2 separate regions of the Mus musculus genome follow, and region 1 is linked to region 2. Evidence: chromatin contacts called from public promoter capture Hi-C data. All regions are on one chromosome and are shown on one strand. Each heading gives the region's core, a stretch centred on a gene start, on an enhancer-like site or on the middle of the called end of the contact. The rest is flanking DNA. Distances are from core to core; before and after follow the strand shown.

The links. Promoter capture Hi-C pulls out the DNA fragments that hold promoters and counts their contacts.
Region 1: a contact with region 2 is called in a promoter capture Hi-C map of the HPC-7 cell line. The contact joins the enhancer-like site here to the promoter of Tmem164 in region 2. A contact is called at or near these places in 8 of 39 promoter capture datasets (the 3T3-L1 cell line, 3T3-L1-derived adipocytes, the HPC-7 cell line and 4 more), 4 of 484 Hi-C or Micro-C datasets (the N1E-115 cell line, cortical neurons, embryonic fibroblasts and 1 more), 1 of 115 datasets of contacts at active chromatin or transcription factors (cardiomyocytes) and 3 of 9 other capture datasets (adipose tissue, liver and pancreatic islet).

Annotation. Positions count from the first base shown.
Region 1 is chrX:142,775,944-142,780,331 of GRCm38.p6, forward strand. The region is part of intron 4 of Tmem164 (transmembrane protein 164); the gene reads left to right. It also overlaps the pseudogene Gm15049. Among named protein-coding and RNA genes, the nearest start is that of Mir652, 39 kb to the left of the region's middle. Within about 2 kb of position 2,923, at least 40 of the 459 cell types and tissues checked have an H3K27ac peak or open chromatin away from gene starts, as enhancers often do. A contact at or near this core is called in the HPC-7 cell line, the N1E-115 cell line, granulosa cells and 1 more, where this site is marked.
Region 2 is chrX:142,679,833-142,684,171 of GRCm38.p6, forward strand. Tmem164 (transmembrane protein 164) reads left to right here and starts at 1,894. Exons shown (of 7, transcript NM_001199360.1): 1 at 1,894-2,107; 2 at 2,459-3,117. The coding sequence starts at 2,731.

The sequences.
Region 1 (4,388 bases), core at 1,673-4,172, 97 kb after region 2:
CCTGAGTGTACTCCCAAGGTGACCCTCTTCAGCTTTAGCATCTTGGCAAATTGCTCTATCTCTTTCTGTACGGCTTTCATGTCTTGAGATTCCTCAGGATCTGGCTTCACCTCCACTGGATGGACAGAGAGTATAGGACTCAGGGCAAGCCCCATCTGACTTGCTCTCCACTCTAGCTCTTGCCTGGCCCTCAGGCTTCAAAATGTCAGGCTAACTTGGGGCAGTTGGCCCACTACAAACTGAGGTCCACAGTATGCCATCCCTCTGCAGAATTCCTACTGTTGAAGAAATAGGGAAATCCCTACATTTCCAAGCCTGGCCAAACCCCTGACCTGATTCTGGGGCCACCCAGAGGGCTTTGGAAGCTTTGAGGTCTGAAGGTCCACCTACCCTGGCTCCATGCCCTGGTGGGAGTGAGAAAGCCAGTTCTAAAGCCAGGCGCTGTGCTCATGTCACACCCTCGACCCTCTCTGCCTGTTCTCCCTTTTGTCCTTTAAGGCCCGTGGTAGTTTCTTCTCAGAGCAAGGTATTCTGACCTGCAGAGACTGGGCCTTAGAAAACGAGCTTAAGACACTCTTTGGCCAGTAGAAGACACTAGCCTATTTTGTGTCTGTATTTGCAGACTTCTGTCTTCTACTCAGATTATGGTAATGCTCCCTTTCATCCAGCTCCCTTTTCTCCAAGGCCCAAAGTCTCCAGTGTATGATTATCTCATTATCAGAATTTCCCATTGTTGTGCATCTTTGTTGATCTGTTAGATTTTGGCTCCTTCTCTACCCCTCCCCGCTTTTCCCAGTTCCTCTTCTCTCCAGGTGATTCTTTTGCCGTTCTCCCCACTCTCAGACTCAACAGAATTGCTGAGTAGTGCTTCTGTCTAGTTAGGACTGCTCCCCGCCGTTCAGAAACATTGTCTCAGTGTTCTTGGGATGCAGCTTTTCTGCTGGCATACCTTGTCCCCGTGTGGGTTGCTGGGACAGCTTTGCTGTCATCAATGCAAATAAGCTTGAGAATCCCACTCTGCTAATTGGCACATTGAAATGTGCTAATTGACCCTGAAGGGTTATTTATGTGATTAACAAAATTGAGCTGTTTTTAAAAGTTATACTTTGGATTTTAGACTTGAGCTGGGGACAGAATATCCTTTCGGTTTCTTGAGGGTACTTAAAATATCAAAAGCTTGATTTCAAAAGAGGTCTTGAATTACTGAAACATGGACTGAGGCAAAATTGTGACTTCACTTTCTACAAAGGATGATGTGTGTTGAATTCGATAAATGCAATGTGTCTGAGACATGGGGTCCGGTGAAAAGGGACCGGGACTCCCAAGTTTAGACAAATTCTAGGAACTGTCCTTATATATGGGTTACAAGTATAATAATGCTTATTAAAAACCACTCAGAAGACTATAAAAAGGGAAATTGAAGTAAATTCTATTAAAGGCTCATGTGTCTGTACTTTCACACGTCTCTCTTGCTCATATCCTGTAGATAAAGATTTTCATAGATTTTTTGGTTTCCTAGATTATTTGAAATTAAGTTTCTTGCCCACTTGTGATTTTATTATAAACCATTTTCCAGTGTACTTTTTCTTTAGCCTGAAACCAGGCAGTAAATAATCTTATTAGGCACCCACATAATTCCTTTCCATTAGCTGCTCAATGACTGGGGATTCTCTGTAAGGGTGGACAGTGTCTCTTGCTTTCCGCCTAATCCTTGCAGGACCTTATGTTTAAAACACCATAGATACCACAAATACGAATGATTGACTATTCCGAGCCTGGGAATACAGGCCTGTGTGAGGCTGAGGCATGATGGCCACACGTTTAATGTCTGTTGGCTTATATTCTGAGTCCAAGGCTAGTCTGGGTCATTTAGTGAGACCCTGCCTCAAGGTAAAAATTAAGAAGAGGGTTGACTCAGAAGCAGAATGCCTGGCTCCCATGTGGGAGGACCTAGGTTTAAACCCCAGTACAACAAACAAACAAACAAACAAACAAAAAACAAACAAAAACCCCCCAAACCTCATGACATTGGAGACTGGCCGAAGAAATTGATTGGAGGTAGATATGACCATATTCATCTCTAAAATTTTCAAATAATTAAGAAAAATTTTAAAAAGAAAAGGATAAAAAGAATCCATCATCAAATCTTCCATAATACTGAGAGAAAGTCCAGGGGTTTCTTTTGTGTCCTGGGATCTGGGGTTTGAAGAAAGGTGGTAAAGGCCTTTTTCCAGCCCCTTAAAAGCCTGTTTATTTCTGCCAATGCAATGAAAGACAAAGTTTTGTTACCGAAAATGCATGCAATACAGTGAAACATAAATGTCACTACCAATGTATAGTTAGTTTCCCCCATAGATTAAAAACAAGAAGAAGCAAGAGGCCATTGTCGTCTATGTGTGTGTGTATGTGTGTGTGCGCGCGTGTTATATGTGGCTGTGTTAGAGATTAAACTTTATTCTGACAAGGGCACACATAAGTAATGAACCTTTGAGCTACATCCTAAAACTTGGTTTCTTTGTTGTTATTCTTTTTATTTTGTAATAGGATTTTACTCAGAAAACCAGGTAGGATTGAATTTAGGACCCTTTTGTTTCAGCCTTCTTAGTAGCTAGGACTACAGGCTTGGACACTCTGGCTTGGATATATGATTTTTTTTTCTATAAGCATAGCATATGTACAGTGCAGAGAAAAGGAAAATGTAGACCAATGCCCAAATCAAACTGAAATTATGGGGAAGCAATGACTGCTAAGATTGTTTGCTGCATGTTCTAGAAGGGCCTTTTTGCCTCTGTAGACATTAACAGGTCACAAGTGCACTCTTTGGAGCCAGCCTGTCTGTAGATTTCTAGTCAGTTCTGGTGTGTACAGCCACATGACCTTGCATAAGGCAGTGGCCTCGCTATCCCCGTTAGCTTATCTGTAAGTTATGCTGTTCTGCGTGATCACGTGAGGCACACACTTAACTGAGCCTACACCACAGGAAGCAATGGAGAAACACCCCACGGGATGGGGCTCCTACTATTGCTAATATTATCTCAAAATGGTTGAGGAGGCCTCCTGTTAGTGTGCCGTTTGTGATGTTATTCTGCAGAGCTTTGGCCTCAGCTCCTGGAGTTGCTCGGCACCATGAAGGGGGCTTTGTTTCTGAATTAGCCTTGCTGAGTGAGATTAAAATTCCCTGGCAGGGATTCTTGCCCTTTTTTTAATTATTATTTTATTATTTGTGTGTGTGTGTGTGTGTGTGTGTGTGTGTGTGTGTGTGTGTGTGTGTTTGGTTCAGGGGCAGTATGTTTGCATAGGAAACTGGGCAGCCCTTCCCACTCTCTTGCCTCCTGAAGGTAAATTAGGCCCACTCCTGTCTGCCTGCCTGCCTGCCTATCTGTCTGTCTGTCTCTTTCTCTGTCTACTTCAATCCCCCCCCCCTCTCCCTTCCTCTCTCTAAAACGAAACAGACCTATTTGGTAGGTCAGCAGACCCAAGCCAGAGGCTGAGAAGCCTATTCAGGGACTGGCACAGTGGGAGACACATGTGAGCCTGCTTGCCTTCTGAGCTTCTTGGTGGCTTGCCTTGGCTCTGCAGAACACAGTCCTCTCCAATATCTTTGCTCTTCATCTTGAGCTTTTATTCTAAATGTTGATTGTTTTTTGGGGGGTGGGGTGGGGTTGGTATAGTATCTTACATATCCTAGGTTGATCTCAAACTCACTATGAGCTTAGAATCCATTTTCCCATCCCACCTCTCACATGCTGGGATAATAGCCATATACTAAATACCACACCTAGCTAAGAGATATGTCTTTGTGGAATAAAAGTATTATTTTCCAAGTTACTTTCTTTCCAGTCTCTAGATTGCTGGGTATCAACCCTGACTGCACAGTTCAGATTTCCAAAGCTGCTTTCAGAATGCACCAGGGAGAAGCTGGGCTGTGGCTCAGTTGGACAAATGTTTGCCTAGCACACACGAAGCCCTGCTTTTGATCCAGCACTCCAATAAAAATAAAGAAAGAAACAATGGCAAAATGTGACACAAGCCCTTAGACCGGATGCTCAAGATGATCATATGTTTGTGGTCATCTGGAGCTTCGATATGTGTTCAGAGTCAGCCTGGGGTATAGGAGACCCTGTCTCACAAAGTAAACAAAGCAGTACACCAATGACCGCTGGCTAGTCCATTGAGCAGCCAGGGCATTTGTGTTGTTTTAGTCCCATGTTATCTCTGACTGGAACTTGGGTCTTTAGAGCATTTTATTTTACCAAGTAGGATTGGTGATACCTGCTCTTTGTACCTTATAGATATGGTGTAGAGGAAAGAATATTAGGAATAAGAAAAGAACAGTAGGTAGAAAAGGAAGGACATTGGAAGGTTGAGTATCATGGAAAGGACTTCTT
Region 2 (4,339 bases), core at 644-3,143:
CAGCCGAGATTCAGAAAAAACAAAACAAAACAAAACCCCAAAAAACCAACAACAACAACAACAACAAAACCGCCTAAGGAGGGCCAAGTGAGTGCCTCTGAACTGATCTTGTTCCTGGCCATTCTTTATTAGTTAGCCTCTTGAAAAACATCCTGCCTTTGGTGGATGCTTCAAAAAGCTTAAAGTCAGACAAGCTTGCCTGGCTGTATTTGTTAGGTTGCAAAGGATGGGAAGGTATCGGCCTGATAATCCAGGAGACTGTAGTTTACATCTTAAGACTGGCTTACAGTCGACATCAGAAAGTGTTTCCTAAGCAAGGTACCTAACTGTGGTTTTTCTGGATATTCTTCTAACGTATGCGAGTCTGCAATAAATATTAAACCAATATGAGGTACATTCTGAGTAGTTCTTTCCTTAATTACCGGCCCTTAGAGGAGCCAGCCCAGCCACGAGGTAGAGAGCGTCAGAGAAGAGGGGGCCCCCTGGACCCAGCTAGCGCTCACTTTTCCTGGCTGTTCTTTCCAAGGTGGGGTTAGGAAGCAGCTGCGCTCTCTCTGTCTCTCGCTCTCTGTGTCTCTCTGTCTCTGTCTCTGTCTCTCTCTGCGGGTGGGGGACGGGGGTGGGGAGGGAAAGAGGTCAGGAGAATCTTCTTTTCCTCCACCAAGTCTATCACTGAAGGTTCGCTGTGGTCGGAAGGGGGCGGAGAGGAAGAAGGACGGCAGGAGGGAAGGAGGGAGAGAGCCAGCAAGGTTTGTGTAGGGTGGGGGGAGGGGGGAGAGAGAGAAAAGCATCAGAGCTGGGTTAGAAGGAGTCCGAGGAGAAATCCTCAAATTTAGGCACTCAAGAAGAAAGTGAGGCTGTGACAAGAAGGTGAGCAATACTTTTATGGTCTTTTTTTTTTTTTTTTTTTGAATCTCCCATTTCAAGGCCGAAGGGAGGAAGCAGGAAGTCCATACTCAGCACACTCCCCAAGCTAAAGCCTGTCCATCAGTTTCACAGCCTTACTCCTAGAAGTTAGCGAGGACCGGCTGAGTGCCCAGTATGTGGTCAGGTATGCAAAGTAGTGGCCCGAGAACCAGGTCAACGGAGGAGTTAGTCCGCCAGGCTTAGGTGGGGAGGTGAATTCAGTCACAGTGGCGAAAGAGCAAAACTGTGCGCGAGTGCACGCTTGGAGTGCAGAAGACCAGGCTGGAGAAGGAGGAGGAAAGAGGCGGGGATGGGGCCTCCGAGGGTAGCAGGGTGGGGGCGGGGGTGGGGTGGGGTGGGGTGGGGAGCAGAGAGGAAGCAGGGCAGGAGGTGGGAAGCGAGGACGAAGTGGGTAGGCTGTGGAGGGAAGGCTGCGAGGCGGGGCAGTGGTGGCTTGAAGACGTGTGTATGTGTGTGTGTGTGTGTGTGTATGTGTGTGTGTAGGGAGGGAGTGAAGTGGATCGGAGGAGTGTGTGTGTGTGTGTGTGTGTGTAGGGAGGGGGTGAAGTGGACGGGAGGAGGGCCGAAGGTGGAGGGAGTTGGCGACGAGGGGGTGGAGAGAGGGAGGGGAAACCGGAGGAAGCGAGCGGCGGCTGCCGGGGGAGGAAGGCAAGGAGGAGGAGCCGGAGCGGCGGCGGTGGCGGCTGCTGCTGCTGCTGCGGCCGCCTGGGGAGCCCAGCCGAGTGCCGCCTGGGGCTGCGGGGAGTGAGGGGAGACGGAGAGTTCGGTGGAGCCCGGGCAGCGGAGCCGAGCAGCGGGTGAGTGGAGCCCCAGGGGGACTCGGCGGCCAGTCCTCGGGGGGCCGGACGAGGAGGAGCGGGAAGATGGAGCGGTGGCGGCGGGGCGGAGGGTGGCGGCCCCATGGCCCGGCCCCTGGCTGGCCCCGCGTCCCCGCCCTCCCTCTCGGCTTCCTCCCGCCGCCCGCCTGCGCCTGGGGGGCTGGTCCGGAGCAGGCGGAGGGCTGAGGGTGGCGCTGGCCCGGAGGGCGGGCGTGAGGGGCCAGGGGGGGTGGAGCTGGGGGTTCGGGGGTGTACCCAGGGGCGGGAGGCTGGACCGGGACTGCTCTAAATTGGCTGGAGAGGGGGCCCCGTCGGCGGCGAAGTTGCTAGCTGGGGGCAGAGACGGCCACGCGGTTGCAGGAGTAAGACCCCCCCCCCCTCTCGTGGAGTGGCTGAGACGAGGAGTCCGGCGTCCCTGCCCTCCCCGTCGCCCTCCCCGCCTGCCCAGCCCTGCTAGCTTCTCTCCTAGCCTCCGCGTGTCCCCTCTCTCTCTCACCCCCTTCTGCCTCCCGCTTGGCTCCCTCGGCAGTGCCTAGTGCCGGGCCCCCTAGGTCCCAGTCCTGACCCTCTTGGCCTCCAACTTGCCTTCACCCGTGCTTGCTTGGCCACCACTCCCGTTCCCCTTTTCTTCCCTCACTAGTTACCCCTCCCCGCTTCGTTAATTCCCGTGCAATTGCCTCTTTGAGACCTTTTTTTCCTCTCCTTCCTTTTAGATTGGCCAACGGCTCCTTTCAACCCTGCCTCGTTGGTGGCCACTGGAGAAGCGCGGGGGGCTCCCCAGACAGCCGTGGGGACAAGTTAGAGCCAGCACTTTATCCCGGGCCTCGCGTGTAGCTTTCCCTCCCCTGTTCTAGGTGCCCCAGTGTCCAGAGGGGGGTGCGGGTGTGCCCTCCTTACATGTTCCACCGCCCGGGCAACCCTTCGGTCTCGTGTTCCATCTCGCTCTTGCTTCCTGTACCGTAGTCAAGTGGAGCCACTTTGCATCATGTCCCGGTATAGCTACCAAAGTCTCCTGGACTGGCTCTATGGGGGCGTCGACCCCAGTTTTGCAGGCAATGGGGGCCCCGACTGTGCTGCCTTCCTGTCTTGGCAGCAGCGGCTGCTGGAAAGTGTGGTGGTCCTGACCCTGGCCCTGTTGGAGATCCTGGTGGCCCTGCGGCACATCCTGAGGCAGAAGGAGGACGGTAGGGGTGGCCGTAGCAGCCAGCCACAGCAGGTGACCCAGCGGCCAGAGGAAGGCAAGGAGAGCCTGAGCAAGAATCTGCTCTTAGTAGCCCTGTGCCTGATCTTCGGGGTGGAGGTGGGCTTTAAGTTCGCCACCAAGACCGTCATCTACCTGCTCAACCCTTGTCACCTGGTCACCATGATGCATGTGAGTCTGTTGACTTTTTCCTGGGCAGCCTAAGTGATAAGAGTCATTAGCGTGCTCAGGACACTGGTGTGTAGAGCACTTCGTTCCCGTGGGAAGTGGGACCCTTACAAATGCTTTTCCAACCAGCATCCGCTTTTGTGCTAGTAAACTTCAGCATTGCACAACAGGTCAGCCCCACAGTGGAGGTGAACCCTAGAAATGACTTGCACTTGGAGCCCCATGCCCCTCCCATCTCAGCTCTGCTGGGGCCTGGCCTTTTCACCAGCAGGAAGTCCAGCCCCAGCTAGGTGACCATTCAGGATCACATCTGTGGCGCATGGCCAGCACTCCTGCCTTTTGTAGTAGTTTCCCAAGGGGCCTGGTGACAGGCTTTCCTGGAGGTGGTGGTCACACAAGCTTCTTTGTCTCCACTGTGGTACATTGGGGGGAATAGTTTTAGGGGTTTCTCTTAATGACTCTTTCATTTCAGGGTGTCTGCTCTCGGGGTGAGGTCAGCTTTTAGGTTGTAAGATACTTGAGCAACCTAATTTCCTCACAGGCTGGAGATCGCGATCCCGTGTGAGAGGGGTTTTCCTTTTTTCAAACTTCTCCATCTTACCACTTGAAGTCTCCGTCCTATGCTCCAAGGGTGTTCAAGAAAGCTGACTTCTTTTGCTTCCCTGACCTCTTACCCATTAAGCTATGCTAAGACAAGCAAATGGGATTGATAGGGGAAGTTGCCAGCTGGGTACCAGTAATCTGTTCTTTCCTAGGCCTGCTCAGGGAAGTTCTGAGGCTCTAACTTCCTGCAGCTTGAGGAGAAAAGGAAGAAAGGGAAGGCAATCAGGACTTTTAGATTCCAGGCTGTGGAAAACTTTGCTTGTTTGACTCTGACTCGGAGTAGTTTTGAAGCCTGTCATTAGCATCTTTATTGCTTTTATATTTGTTGAAGGTTATGCTCAGGTGAATTGTGACAACCTTGCATAGGGCCAGAGAGGTTGAGATTATTATCCTCACGTTACAGGTTCTAGGATAGAAGTCACTTGCCTCAAGGGAAAAAAAAAAGGTTTAGCATCAGGGACTGACTGACCTCAAACCCACTCTCCTTTGGAGTTGCAAATCTCCAGTCCTAAACCAGGAGTGGCTGAGGGTGATGAGGCCTTCCTGTAAGATTTGGCTGTGTATTTGTAGCTCAGATATCTGCTAGTTCCCCCTTCCTAAATATCCATTTGTTTACCCATTC